Regions from separate parts of the Mus musculus genome. Here all the other regions are linked to region 2. The links are chromatin contacts, called in public HiCAR-type and promoter capture Hi-C maps. All regions are on one chromosome and are shown on one strand. The core of a region is the stretch at or near the end of the contact, and the rest is flanking DNA. Distances in the headings are between cores, read along the strand shown. Region 1 holds the start of Lrig3 (leucine-rich repeats and immunoglobulin-like domains 3). Region 2 holds the start of Mon2 (MON2 homolog, regulator of endosome to Golgi trafficking). Region 3 holds the start of Irak3 (interleukin-1 receptor-associated kinase 3). Region 4 holds the start of Llph (LLP homolog, long-term synaptic facilitation (Aplysia)).

Region 1 (3,182 bases), core at 211-2,710, 2.9 Mb after region 2:
GGAGGGGATATCTCACCTAAACTAGGGTGTGCCAACTTCAGAGTCTTTTATTTCCCCATGAATGGCCGTGCTTACACAGGTGAACGCTACAGTGCAAGTCAATGGTCATGGGGTTAAAGTCTCAATTCCATCAGCTATCTCATCCTGCATCAACTAGCTGATTAAGTAACCCAAGTCACAGACATGCTTGGGCAGATACCATGCAGCCAACAACCTACAGAAACAGAGCCTTAAAATTAGTTTATGTCACCCTACAAAATGTTAGGTATCTCTTTGGGACCTATTTTCCCTGAGGTGTTAGCAGATCAACTCTGAGGTCTCCATTATTTTCAACACCTTGCTACCCAGGTTACAGGCTGAGTACATCCAGACAGACTTCAGGGGTGCCTGGTATTTTGGTTCTACCTCCTCCCTCAATATACCCCACAGACAGATAAGCTTATTTAAGTCTGGTAGACTTTTCAGTCAAGAATGTCATCATTCAAAAGGCAGGTAGACTAAGGTAAGTGTGTGTGTGTGTGTGTGTGTGTGTGTGTGTAAGCATGTGTGTGCATGTGCACGTGTGTTTGTGCGTGCGTTCGTGTGTGCATGCGCACGTGTGCTTTTTCTTTCAAGGTCTTAGCATATATTAGTGTGGTTGCTTTTATTCTTCTTAGCTACTATTGTTTGGAATCTGATTGCCAACTTGGATTTATTAATTTATTATTTAGTTTATTAATTTATTTAGTTATTTATTAATTTATTATCATTCCCTCCAGCTCCATCTATTATAAACCAAGCTCCCATATCCCAAACCATGTCCTTTGTCCATCCATCTAGCCATCCATCCATGTGCACATACGTTTGAGACAGGGTCTCACTGTGTTGTCCTGGCCGGCCCGAAACTCATAGGTCTGCCTGCCTCTTCCATACAGTGCTGGGTTGCCAGGCTATACATATACATCATATACAAATACGCATACATATACATTATATATGTCCAATTTATGGGCATAAAAGACCTCACTGGCACCGATATTAATTTTTTTTATGAAAGCCACTGTTTCATTCGCCAACAATATAATAATCGACACAGTTCTCTCGCTAGGAATTGAAAGGCCTTGGAACACTGCAACTACTTTAACTGTACTCTCTAAAGTTTCCCTTAAGTAACTGCAGCTCAGAGCACCAGCCGGCTCAGTCCTTCGCTGGCTCGCTCCTTCGCTGGCTCGCTCTTGCCCTCCCATTCCATCTGATCTATGGTTCTCAGGACATAGCGGAGACTGCTGGCTGCAGACGCTGGAAAATGTAACTCGGAATTTCCTACAATCTCAGCTCCACTTTCTCCCGGGCGCCGGCTCGGGGCTGGAGCCTTGTTATTGTCACGTGGCCGCGGGTGCCAGGCGGGCCAATGGGCGCGCGCCCGCCTTCTCGCCCCGCCTCGCCGTTCCGCCGCGCCGGGACATCGCGCCCCGCCGCCCGCCGCAGGCGGAAAAGTTTCTCGGCGTGCCATCCCGTTCTCGGACGCCGCTCGGGCTGCCTTCACCGTGGCTGCCGGTCCTCCGCTGCTGGCTCTCCCGCTGTGCAGGGGCATGCGAGGCCTTCAGTGCGGGGACTGAGCCACCAGGAGCACGAGGCGGCGATCGGCGTGTCCAGCCCGGTCTGGGAGTCGGTGCTTTTGGGGGTGCGCGAGGTTGTAGAGCTCCGGGCCGAACCGGAGGCGGCGGGGCGCGCGGCGATGGGTGCTCCCGGACTCCGAGCGGCCACCGCGGCGCTGGGACTGCTGCTGTGCGCGGGGCTGGGGCGCGCGGGCCCGGCGGGAAGCGGAGGCCACGGGGCTCCCGGGCAGCTCTTGGACGACGATGCGCAGCGCCCGTGTCCAGCCGCCTGCCACTGCCTCGGGGACCTGCTGGACTGCAGCCGGCGGCGGCTGGTTCGCCTTCCCGATCCTCTCCCGGCCTGGGTCACACGGCTGTGAGTATCAGTATCATTCCGGTGGGGTGAAGGAGACCGGCCCGCCAGGGGTGCGAGACCAGAAGAGTCCGCCTAGGCCCGGGGCTCAGAGCGCACTATACAGCGCCCAGGCCGCTACCGGAGCCCTGTGGGGGGACTCAGTCTCCCTCTGCATCCGCGCAGGTGGGTTCTTGAGTCGCCACTCCTAGGCCAGCAGACCCGACGCCTGCGATTGGGAGCCAGTCTGCGAGACACTGTATTTTGCAAGTTTTCTTCTGAGTTTATGTAGGAAACTGGCCCAACTGTAGCTTCTCAGGGGTTAGTTAGGGTCCCTAGACGGTCACTGCAGGCGCGCCTTTCTCTTATAACCCCCCTTGCTCAAGCAAAGCCGCACAGACTTTTTCTCTCCGCAGTGCTTAATTTCACATTAGCAGACCATCAGCCTCGCTCCCGGGCCACTTTGAAATGCGTCTGCGTCTTGGTTACTGTGAGAAGTTGGGTGCGAAGACTGATCGGGTAGATTAAGCAAAGGAAGTAGGTTTTCACAACCGAGATCTGGGCAAGTTTAGAGCCTGCGCTGAGTGCTGTTTGGCGGATTTTAGCTGGGAAGCCAGAAACCCCGAAGTCACTGCCAACTGTGTGGATAGAACACGGAAGAAAATATAATTTACTTGGAAATGCGAGTCCTTACAAATGTCAGCTCTCTTTATTCTCTCCCAACCCCTAATTTTGTTAAAATTGGAGGGGGCGTTTAAGCCATAAGCAAAAAAGCAAAAGTTGCACTTAAAAAAAAAAGAAGTTGTCCCGTTTAAAAGAAATCAAATCACTTCATACTTAAAGATTCTGAAATTTAGGCCTAGCAGACATTCTCAGCTCTTAAACACTCGTAGGTCCTGACAATATTGGCCAGGCGGCTTAAGAAATCGTGGTTTTGATCCAGTGTCCCAACCTACATTGTTTCATCAGTTATAAGCTGTTGACCATCAAACAACACGCTCTCTTAAAAGGGAGTTTAATAAGGAAATAGAATTAACGAGAATTGGATTGATATTTAATGGCTGATTATGGAATGTCTGATGTAGCAGCTTTTATTACTCGTGAAAGGGGAGATAAAGACCTGAGCCTGAAGCAGGAAGACTTTCAATTAGTTGTGGCTAATTCCATTCAATTGCCTCTTGCCGGGTGGGGGGTCACACTGCTGCCTTCCTGAAAGCCGACTGGCTCTCTACTGACAACATATGGAATGGAGC
Region 2 (3,074 bases), core at 139-2,638:
TCACCATCACCACCATCGGTTTTGGAAACAAGGTCTCTTTATGTACCCTGGTTGTCCTGGTGTCCACTCTCTAACTCACAGAGATCCACTCGCATCTGAGTATTGGAGCTAAAAGTTTGGCTACCACACCCGGTCTCCTATACTGGTACCACAATTTTCAGCTATTCTACAGCTGAAAAACAACAACAACAACAACAACAACAACAACAAATTATGCACCCAAGAGGCTATATATACTCAGATATATTTGTTTTGCAAAGCATCCTACTAGAATACTGCTTGTGCAGGGCTTAACATGGTTATCGTAGGCCTTGACCATTTGCTGTAATTTGGGGCTCTAGTTTATCACGACGATTAGATTTTTAGGTGGGCTGAATAACACAGACAAGAAGGAAATGTTCCCACACACTATGCCCACCTAAGTATGGAGAACGGATTCCGCTACAGCGGTGGATACTCATTCTTAGGAGCAATATACCTGACTCGAGTGTCACCAAACCGGCTCACTCATGGAACTTCGCTCCGAAATAAACATAACAAGAGAATGGAAGAAATCAAATCTCCTTGGAACTCTCAAAAGAATTCTACGAACAGCCTTTGCTGGGCAATCACCAAACTTAACTGGCGGAATGAAAATTAGTATAGGTGTTGGGGAATCGAGGAAAGCGGTCTACGAGGACCAGGGAGCGCTCGTGACGTTCCCCCCCCCCGCCCCTGACGTCGCCTGGGACCTACCTCCTTGACAGGTGGGAACTTCTTCTTGCATTCTAGTGACAAGGCCCGCAGGTCGCTCTGCATATTCTCCAGCAGCTTCTTCACAGCCTCGGGGCTGTTGGTGCAGGACATGGTCCCTCCAGGTCACCGCCGATCTGGGACCAGCACTACCAAGCAGGCACTGTCAGCAGCTTGCGCGGCCCGCAGCCAGCCGGCGGCTCCTCAGTCTTCCTTAGCCGGGGCCCAGGGCTCGGCGGGCGGGCGGGCGGGCGGGCGCACGGCCGGAGCCGGGCTGCGTCTCCCGAGGCGTGCCCGAGTTCCCCCCGGGCCGCCCCGCACCGCCGCCGGCCGCTCGCCGAAACCTGCCCGCAGCGGTGCAGCCCCACCAGGCTCCACCGGCGCCGGCTCAGGAGCCCACCAGACGGGCAGGTCCCTCCCGCTGCCGCGGGGCCTGGCCACGGCGGGCGTCACCGGCCGAGCTGGCCACAAGCTTCAGCGATGCCCGCCCCGGGTGCCCAGACCCGCCGACGCCATTAGCCCAGTCGCCCACAATTCCGAGCGCGGCCCGGACACGTCAGCCGCACTTCCGGACTCCGGGCCCCGCCCCCGCCCGGGCCAATCCGGAGGCGAGTCTCTGGAGGGGCGGGGCCGAGCGAGAAGCCCAGAACGAGCTCCAGCTGGGCAGTGCGGACCCCGCCCCCGCCGTCGACGCAGGTGGCCGGCACAGCTGCGCAGGCGCGTCCTGTTTTTTTTGGCTGGCTGGTAACCTGGGGATGATCGGAGGTGTCTCCCTACGTCTGTTTGTGATCCATTCTCTTCTGCTATAAATATTTGCTTTTTTTAAAAAATGAATTTGTCTTGTCCGTCACTTCTGCCTCCTTGATCCCCACCCCCCTGACTTAAAACACAAATCAGCGTCTTGCTCCTACCTCCCCGGCCTGGGGAACCTAAACGACAATCCTGCGGAGTTATCCAAATCGACTGACTTTGGTTTATTTAACTGCGGAGTCGTCCCTGATTTTCCTTATCTGTTAACAAGACTCCTCCTGCTCCCCGCCCCCTCCCCGCCTTCCACCGACAGATCCCTTTTATGTTTTTATTTTGCTTTGTTTTTGTTATCTCCCCGCCCCACCCACCCACCTCCCTGACTGTATACCTAGAACATACTAGGTAATTGACGCTCAAATAAGGAACCAATTCATTAGATCAGAAGTGCCAAATAAATGTAAGGCAAAAACTAACGTGAGCTTTTTCGATGTTCCAGGTGAGTCTATTTTTGCCCAAGACATTTCTCTGTTGTAATAAGCAGGAAGCAGAAATAATTTCAGCGTATTGTTCGGATGAGCAAAGCCAGCCTGTGTGGATTGAAGTTGGAAGAGGAGGAAGCTATGTCTGTGTTAAGCTATGTCTGTGAGACTGATTGGAACGTCTTGATTATGGGAAGATGGAATGTTGCAAGTCTAGAATCTAACTATCTTGGTTATCTTTTGCCCCCAGGTATCCACTTACTGTCATCTCTGTGTTTGACCTAACACCCTTGTCTTTTTTTTTTTTTTTTTTTTTTTTTTTTTTTTTTTTTGGAATGTGCCATCAGATTCCTAACTTCCAATGACTCAAAGGCGATCACTATCAGATAGTCCCTGAGGGGCGTGACAGAAAGTTTCCAGTTTTGCTGTAACTCACCTACCTGATGTTCTCAACCTCTGAGTGGAACTACCCTTTCACAGGGGTGGGTGGCCTAAGACCGTCAGATATTTATGCTATTGTTCATAACAGTAGCAAGATTACAGTTACGAAGTAGTATTGAAGATAATTTTCTGGTTGGGAGTCAGCACAACATGAGGAACTGTGTTAAATGGTGGCAGCGTTAGGAAGGCTGAGAACCCCTGCTCTAATGCATTTGTCAAATGCCTTAAGGGAGTCTTTGCTTTGTTATAAAAACTTTATGAAAATGCTACTGTGTTGGATGGTGGTGTTTGGGGGCAACCTGAATCTGTCTTCCTGAGCCTTGGTCCTTCATGTTGGGCTACAGAACAGATTAGGTCTTACTTTCTTTGAGTTGGGAGCTGTATTTTGAAGTTTTCTGAAATGATCTAATAACTGGGCTACTAACACAGATTCTAACACAATGTTTTGGGTTTATTATAGATAGCTTTGGCACAACTTACTGAAAATAATTTTCTTTCATCTTTGACACCTTTGTAGAGTTGAGGAATTCAAGTTGAAATTTTGTTTTGCTTTTGTTGTTGTTGTTGTTTTGTTTTGTTTTCTTTGAGACAGGGTCTCACTGTGTAGCTCTGGATGTCCTAAAACTCACTAGGTAGACCAGGCCAGCCTCAGACTCACAGAGCTCTGCCTGC
Region 3 (2,848 bases), core at 302-2,801, 2.9 Mb before region 2:
ATTTGAAGATAACTTTTGAGATTAATATGAAGAGGCTTTCTTTACAATTTTATTGCAGTAGATTTGGCAAATAAGCAAAAAACATTTAATTAAGAAAAGTGGAAATCGGGGCTGGAGAGATGGCTCAGTGGTTAAAGAGCACTGACTGCTCTTCGGAAGGTCCTGACTTCAATTCCCAGCAACCACATGGTGGCTCACAACCATCCGTAACGAGATCTGGTGCCCTCTTCTGGAGTGTCTGAAGGCAGCTACAGTGTACTTACATATAATAAATAAATCTTAAAAAGAAAGAAAGAAAGAGAGAGAGAGAGAGAGAGAGAGAGAGAGAGAGAGAGAGAGAGAGAGAAAGGAAGAAAGAAAGAAAGAAAAGTGGAAATCACATCCACCGCAAACAGCATTTCCCTTATAGATTATTGGAGACTTATTGGAAACAGCGAAGTGGGTTATGCATGCCATCTGAGTTCTGTCCCAGGATCCCGTGGTGGAAGGAGAGAACTGGTTCCTGGAATTTGTCTTCTAGATGCGGGAGGAGTGTGGGATACACACACAAAAAACACCAAAGAATAGATATCTTAAAGTTCTAAAAGAAAGGAAGGAAGGAAGGAAGGAAGGAAGGAAGGAAGGAAGAAGGAAAGGAGAAAAGAAAGAAAGAAAGAAAGAAAGAAAGAAAGAAAGAAAGAAAGAAAGAAAGAAAGAAAGAAAGAAAGGAAGGAAGGAAGGAAGGAAGGAAGGAAGGAAGAAAGAAAGAAAGAAAGAAAGAAAGAAAGAAAGGAAAGAAAAGAAAGTAAGTTTGCTTTTTGTTTTTGAGATGGCGTCTCATGTTTCCCAAGCCAGCTAGGAACTCTCTACAAGGAGAGGATGCTCTTGAGCATCTGTCCTGCCTACTTCTACCTCTCAATGACTGGCACTACCACTGTCTGTTTTATTCCAAGCTAGGGAATCGAACATGCAGCTTCATACATCTATAGGTAAGCACTCTAGCAACTGAGCGGCATCTCAAAAAAGAAGTTATAATATTAAAAAAATCTGATGTAGGGGTTGTAGAGCCAGTAGCCATGCCCTGCATACGGTAATATTTGCATACTGCTGCGCACACTGCAAACCGAGTGAAGCGAGAATCTCTTCCCAGCACGGGATGCTTTCTTGACATCTGACATACCCAATCCCCTAACTTGATACAGCAGTACCCCACTGTCAGAGAGGGAAGGAGAGTGAGTGGCAGGTCCCCGGGTTTGCTGAGTCCCTCGCGGGGGAGGACCGGCAGGTCTGAGTCGCACTCACCCAGGCCCCGCCAGCCGAGCGGGCCATCGCAGCTGTCCAGGATCCCGCAAAGCTCTCCCAGCAGTGCGGGCGGCAGGTCGAAGAGCAGCAACTGTGGCGACAGCGCGCCACGGGCCCCGCACCGGCCGGCCATCGCGGAGTCCCGGGACCCCACGCAGAGAAGCAGGGAGGTCGCCGCTGTCACCGCCTTTCACAACCGCGGAAATTCAGCTCCACGACGGCTGCCCGGAGCTTGCAACACGCCGTCGCAGGGCGGGCCCCACGTGACGTAGGGAGCCGCTCCCCAGGGATGCGCCCTGCGAGACCTGGGCTGCCCTTGCTCCTAGCCGCTGTCCCGCGACCCTGCGCGCCGCACCCCAGGTCATCTTTGTTATGAACCGTTCTGTCCGTCCCCGTCTTGGGACATGACCCAGGAGACCAGCCAAGAAAATGAGGGCGGGGAACAGCGGCTGGAATCCGGGAAAGCCGCCACCCCTCTGCTGCTCTGGGACGGGCGGCCTCCTGGCCACGATGGATCTAAGAGGTTTGTGTTACATCTTTTAAAGTTTCTCTTTGTCCCGTCAGGAAAGAAATGCGTGCTCACCGAGAAACACGTTTTTGCCAAATAACTTTAAACGGAAGGAAACGTGTACACGCCGGGCGAAATGGACATAAAAAGAAAACCACAACAAACAGGCCAAACCTGGGCAAACAAACTGCTCATCCTTGCTGCAGAAGGCAACCCCTGCCGTCGTGCCGCTTGGTTTTACTACAGTCTCCCTTTCTTTCCTCGCAGTGCTTCAACGAGTTTGCAAAATGAAGTTTAGGAAACATTGGCTGGTGTGTTGAAATATTCTACCGTTTATGCTGTAATGACCACCGCAGGAACGGTACGGATACTACTGACAAAGGAGGTGGGAAAATGAAGTGGGAGATTTTATGATAACCAGGCACTGAAAAACAAACTCCTGTTTCAATCCCCTGAGCTTGTCTTTGGAATGGCGCCCCCTGGCGGTCAGCAGCAATGGTGCCTGGGCATTCAGTACCCACAGTGGCAAAGTTAGAACTGTTTGAGCAAAACTTCTTAAGTCTCCTCATTCTAAGGACTACGGTTTTATCAGGCTACACCCCAAAAAGGGTCTCTATGCCACCATGCTGAGCATCAGAGGGAGAGAAGATTGATACAGGGTTCTTTTTGACTTTCTAGACCAGACAAAAGCAACCTGAGACGTGTGCCTGCACAGGAAATCGCCATGTGTGGTTGTGTTAGCTTTCTGACAAAATGCCCCCACCGAGCAGCTTCAAAAGAAGAAGTTGTTTGGTACACAACCTCGGAACTTCAGTCCATGGTTGCTTGACCCCAATGTCTTTTGAGGTCTCTGAGAAGCCAAAGTGTCATAGCGTAAGTGATCCATGGCGGCAGGAAATGAGAGAGAGGGAGGGAGGAAGGGGGACAGGGCCAGGGTACCAAATTCCCTTCAAGGGATCTGATTTATTTGCACTAAGACCTATCTGGTTCCGGTTCAGTCGCCTATCAGCACTGTAGGCTGGCAAGCAAGCTTTTAGTATATGGGCAGTCAGAGGATGT
Region 4 (2,913 bases), core at 380-2,879, 2.8 Mb before region 2:
ACGGTGTTTATATTTAATGGCAACAAATTTCATATGGTTAGTTTTTATAAGAGCTTTTTCATGCCAAATTGTGGAATGTGTCTTAATACATAATAGGTTGATTTTATTTTCCAAATTTCTGTTCAAAAGCCACAGCCTTTTGGTACATGAAGCTGCCAATTTAGAGCATCTGTAAGGTTGATTTTTCAAACCCAGGGCATGCACGCTTCCTCTTGTTATAATGCCAACTGTATTTTTCCTGGGTTAAAAATCTCAGTGCTTGCTCCACTATATGCATGGTTTCTTCAAAAAGACACAGCTCTTCTAGCAATTAAACAGGGATTTTATAAGTCATCACTTATAAAGGGGGCTGGAGACCTGGTTCAGTGGTTAAGAGCACCTCTTGCTCTTGCAGAAGACCTGGGTTCAGTTCTGTGGTGATTTGGATATGCTTGGCTCATGGGAAGTGGCAATATTGGGAGGTGAGGCCTCATTGGAATAGGTGTGACTTTATTGGATGAAGTGTGTCACTGTGTAGGTGGGCTTTAAGGTCCCTAGTGCTCAAGCTCCAGCCAGTTCAGAAGAGAACCTCTGGCTGCCTTCAGATCTGGGCTTCTCCAGCGCCATGTCTGCCTGCATGCTGTCATGCTTCCTGCTATGACGACAATGGACTGAACCTCTGAAACTGTGAGCCAGTCCCAAATAAATGTTTTACTTTTTAAGAGTTGCTTTGGTTATGGTGTCTTCACAGTAATGGAAGTAAAACTAAGTAAAACTGGTTCCCAGCACCCCTGTGGTGACTCACAACCAACTGTAAATCCAGTTCAAGGGATGAGATGGCCTCTTCTGGCCTCTTCTGGTACCAGGCACACATGTGGTACACATACATGCTTGAATGTGGTGATCTGTTGAAAACACTGTTTCCAGGTAAGTCTGGGTAGTTAACGTTTGTTGCCTAATCACCCACTGAAGATCAATGAATGAGGTACTATCTAGGCCCTAAGACACTCTTCTTATCTTTCACAAGTGTTAAAGAGACTTGCGTATCGCCCATAGCTTGTGCAATATTAGAAGCACATGCAAAAACCACACCTTTTTTTGTAAACTCATTCACCCTAGGTTAGCTTTGTCTCAGGTATGTAATAGTTTGGACAGATCAACATTGGTTGAAATAGCTTGTTTTACCCTTTAAATTCGTGGGGATAAGGAAAGATTATTCTGTTGGGTGACACTTTGAAATATAACTGGCATGCAGTCGACGTGACGTATTTAAGTTGTACAATTTGATACATCCTCACAGCCGCGTACCTCCTAGGATCCTCAGCCGAAATGAGAAAATTTCTAGACTGCAATTAAACAAAAACAAAACTCAGAAAGGGCTCCAGGATGATCAGAGCTGAGCAATCCCTTTGGTATCCTTTCTCGTGAGGCTGTCACAGACAGGGCCCCCGGCCAGGCTTGGCCCATCCAAGGCTTTGAGATGCTTTGATTTATAATTTGCCACTCCCGACAGGAAATTCCTTAAACTTTCTCCTGTAGGTGTAGGGGTCAGCCAAAGCCTCGGGATGACAGAGACAGCTGGTTGACCACGCCTCCCCAAAGACCACGCCTCTCAAGGATCCCGGCATGCTGTGCGCTGGCCCCTGAACGGAAGCCGGAAGCGCCTGTACTTCCGGTTGGCGTCCCACGCGTGGTGCGCGGTGTTGTCTCTCAGGTGAGTTGCGTGGGCTTTGGACTCAACTCCGCGGCGTGAAGGACTGGCTCGGACCCTGCCTCCGCGGCGAGACCTGACCGCATCCTCGCTCGGTGCGGGGCTCGGGAGGGCGAGGCTCGGGGTCCCGCACACGGACCACTGGTGATTGCTGACGCTCAGGGGACCTCACCCAGCCACCCCACGGTTCTCGTGACCTGTACGGTGTGCAGCAGAGCGGTGGCCCCGGGGGATCCGGCTCAGCCCCGCAGTCCGCAGACGGGGACGGTAGCTCCGGGTTGAAGCCGAACTTGGTAGAAAGGAGCTGACAGGAGTCGGAGGATCAGAGCGAGCCTTAGGGAGAGCCATTTCCAGACCTAGATCGGAGATGTGACGGTCCTGAAGTGGGCGTTGTGCGGACTGGAGCTTGCGTGCGTGTGGGGCTAGAGAGTAAGTCGGAGGCCCGAGAGGAGCGGGATGAGCTTTGATACACGAGGGGAGGAGTCTTTAAAAGGCAGGGAGCTATGGTTTAAGCTGTTAAAAGTTCACACTAAAGATGTGGTGACGGATATTGGATAAGAACAGCGCAATAGGTGATTTTAAGGCGGAGCTGTTCGCTTTCTGTGTCTACTATGCATAGCTGCTCTTTGAGAACGGCTTGAATTAACGACTTGTTCCTACTTAAAGGGGCCTGACGTGTCCGGACTTAGTCCTTTCATGCTCTGCGCTGATTATTACATAAGCTAAGCATGAGGGCACAGCACAACTTCTCTTCCATCTGTCCCAGTTCTGAAGAGAAGGCTGCTTGGCCACGTCCTTGCCAGTCAAGGGTGTGAGCAGTAAACCTTTTGTTTGTGTTTCTGTTCACCGCCAGGTGAAGCATGGCTAAAAGCCTGCGGAGTAAGTGGAAGAGGAAGATGCGGGCCGAGAAGAGAAAGAAGAATGCGCCAAGGGAGCTCAACAGACTGAAGAGTATCCTCAGAGTGGACGGGGATGCTCTAATGAAAGACGTTGAGGAGATAGCAACCGTGGTGGTAGCCAAACCTCGCCAGGAGAAAATGCAGTGTGAGGAAGGGCGGTGTGACGGCGCAGATGAGGAAAAGGGTGAGCCTCGGTCTTCATTTACATGGTTTTTCTAAAAAATGATCCACTTTTCTCTTAGGGGTCGGTCTCTCTCTGTCTTTTTAAAGCCGTCTTCTACCCATTCTACTTGTCCCTAGTGTCAAGTCCAAAAGAAACTGGGG

Evidence for each region. HiCAR-type assays count read pairs that join an accessible place to other places. Capture Hi-C pulls out chosen DNA fragments and counts their contacts.
Region 1: a HiCAR-type map of astrocytes shows a contact between it and region 2, with 6 times the contacts expected there. The contact joins the promoter of Lrig3 here to the promoter of Mon2 in region 2. A contact is called at or near these places in 2 of 115 datasets of contacts at active chromatin or transcription factors (astrocytes and pro-B cells) and 1 of 9 other capture datasets (embryonic stem cells).
Region 3: a contact with region 2 is called in a promoter capture Hi-C map of liver, with 2.8 times the contacts expected there. The contact joins the promoter of Irak3 here to the promoter of Mon2 in region 2. A contact is called at or near these places in 1 of 39 promoter capture datasets (liver) and 2 of 9 other capture datasets (adipose tissue and liver).
Region 4: a promoter capture Hi-C map of liver shows a contact between it and region 2, with 3 times the contacts expected there. The contact joins the promoter of Llph here to the promoter of Mon2 in region 2. A contact is called at or near these places in 1 of 39 promoter capture datasets (liver) and 2 of 9 other capture datasets (adipose tissue and liver).

The regions. Positions count from the first base shown.
Region 1 is chr10:125,964,759-125,967,940 of GRCm38.p6, forward strand. It overlaps Lrig3 (leucine-rich repeats and immunoglobulin-like domains 3), which reads left to right and starts at 1,461. Exons shown (of 19, transcript NM_177152.5): 1 at 1,461-1,953. The coding sequence starts at 1,718.
Region 2 is chr10:123,075,117-123,078,190 of GRCm38.p6, forward strand. It overlaps Mon2 (MON2 homolog, regulator of endosome to Golgi trafficking), which reads right to left and starts at 1,389. Exons shown (of 36, transcript NM_001163024.1): 1 at 736-1,389. The coding sequence starts at 846.
Region 3 is chr10:120,200,046-120,202,893 of GRCm38.p6, forward strand. It overlaps Irak3 (interleukin-1 receptor-associated kinase 3), which reads right to left and starts at 1,552. Exons shown (of 12, transcript NM_028679.4): 1 at 1,282-1,552. The coding sequence starts at 1,414. It overlaps Gm38500 (predicted gene, 38500), which reads left to right and starts at 1,545. Exons shown (of 3, transcript NR_166661.1): 1 at 1,545-1,804; 2 at 2,057-2,150.
Region 4 is chr10:120,225,431-120,228,343 of GRCm38.p6, forward strand. Llph (LLP homolog, long-term synaptic facilitation (Aplysia)) reads left to right here and starts at 1,630. Exons shown (of 3, transcript NM_025431.2): 1 at 1,630-1,693; 2 at 2,544-2,773. The coding sequence starts at 2,551.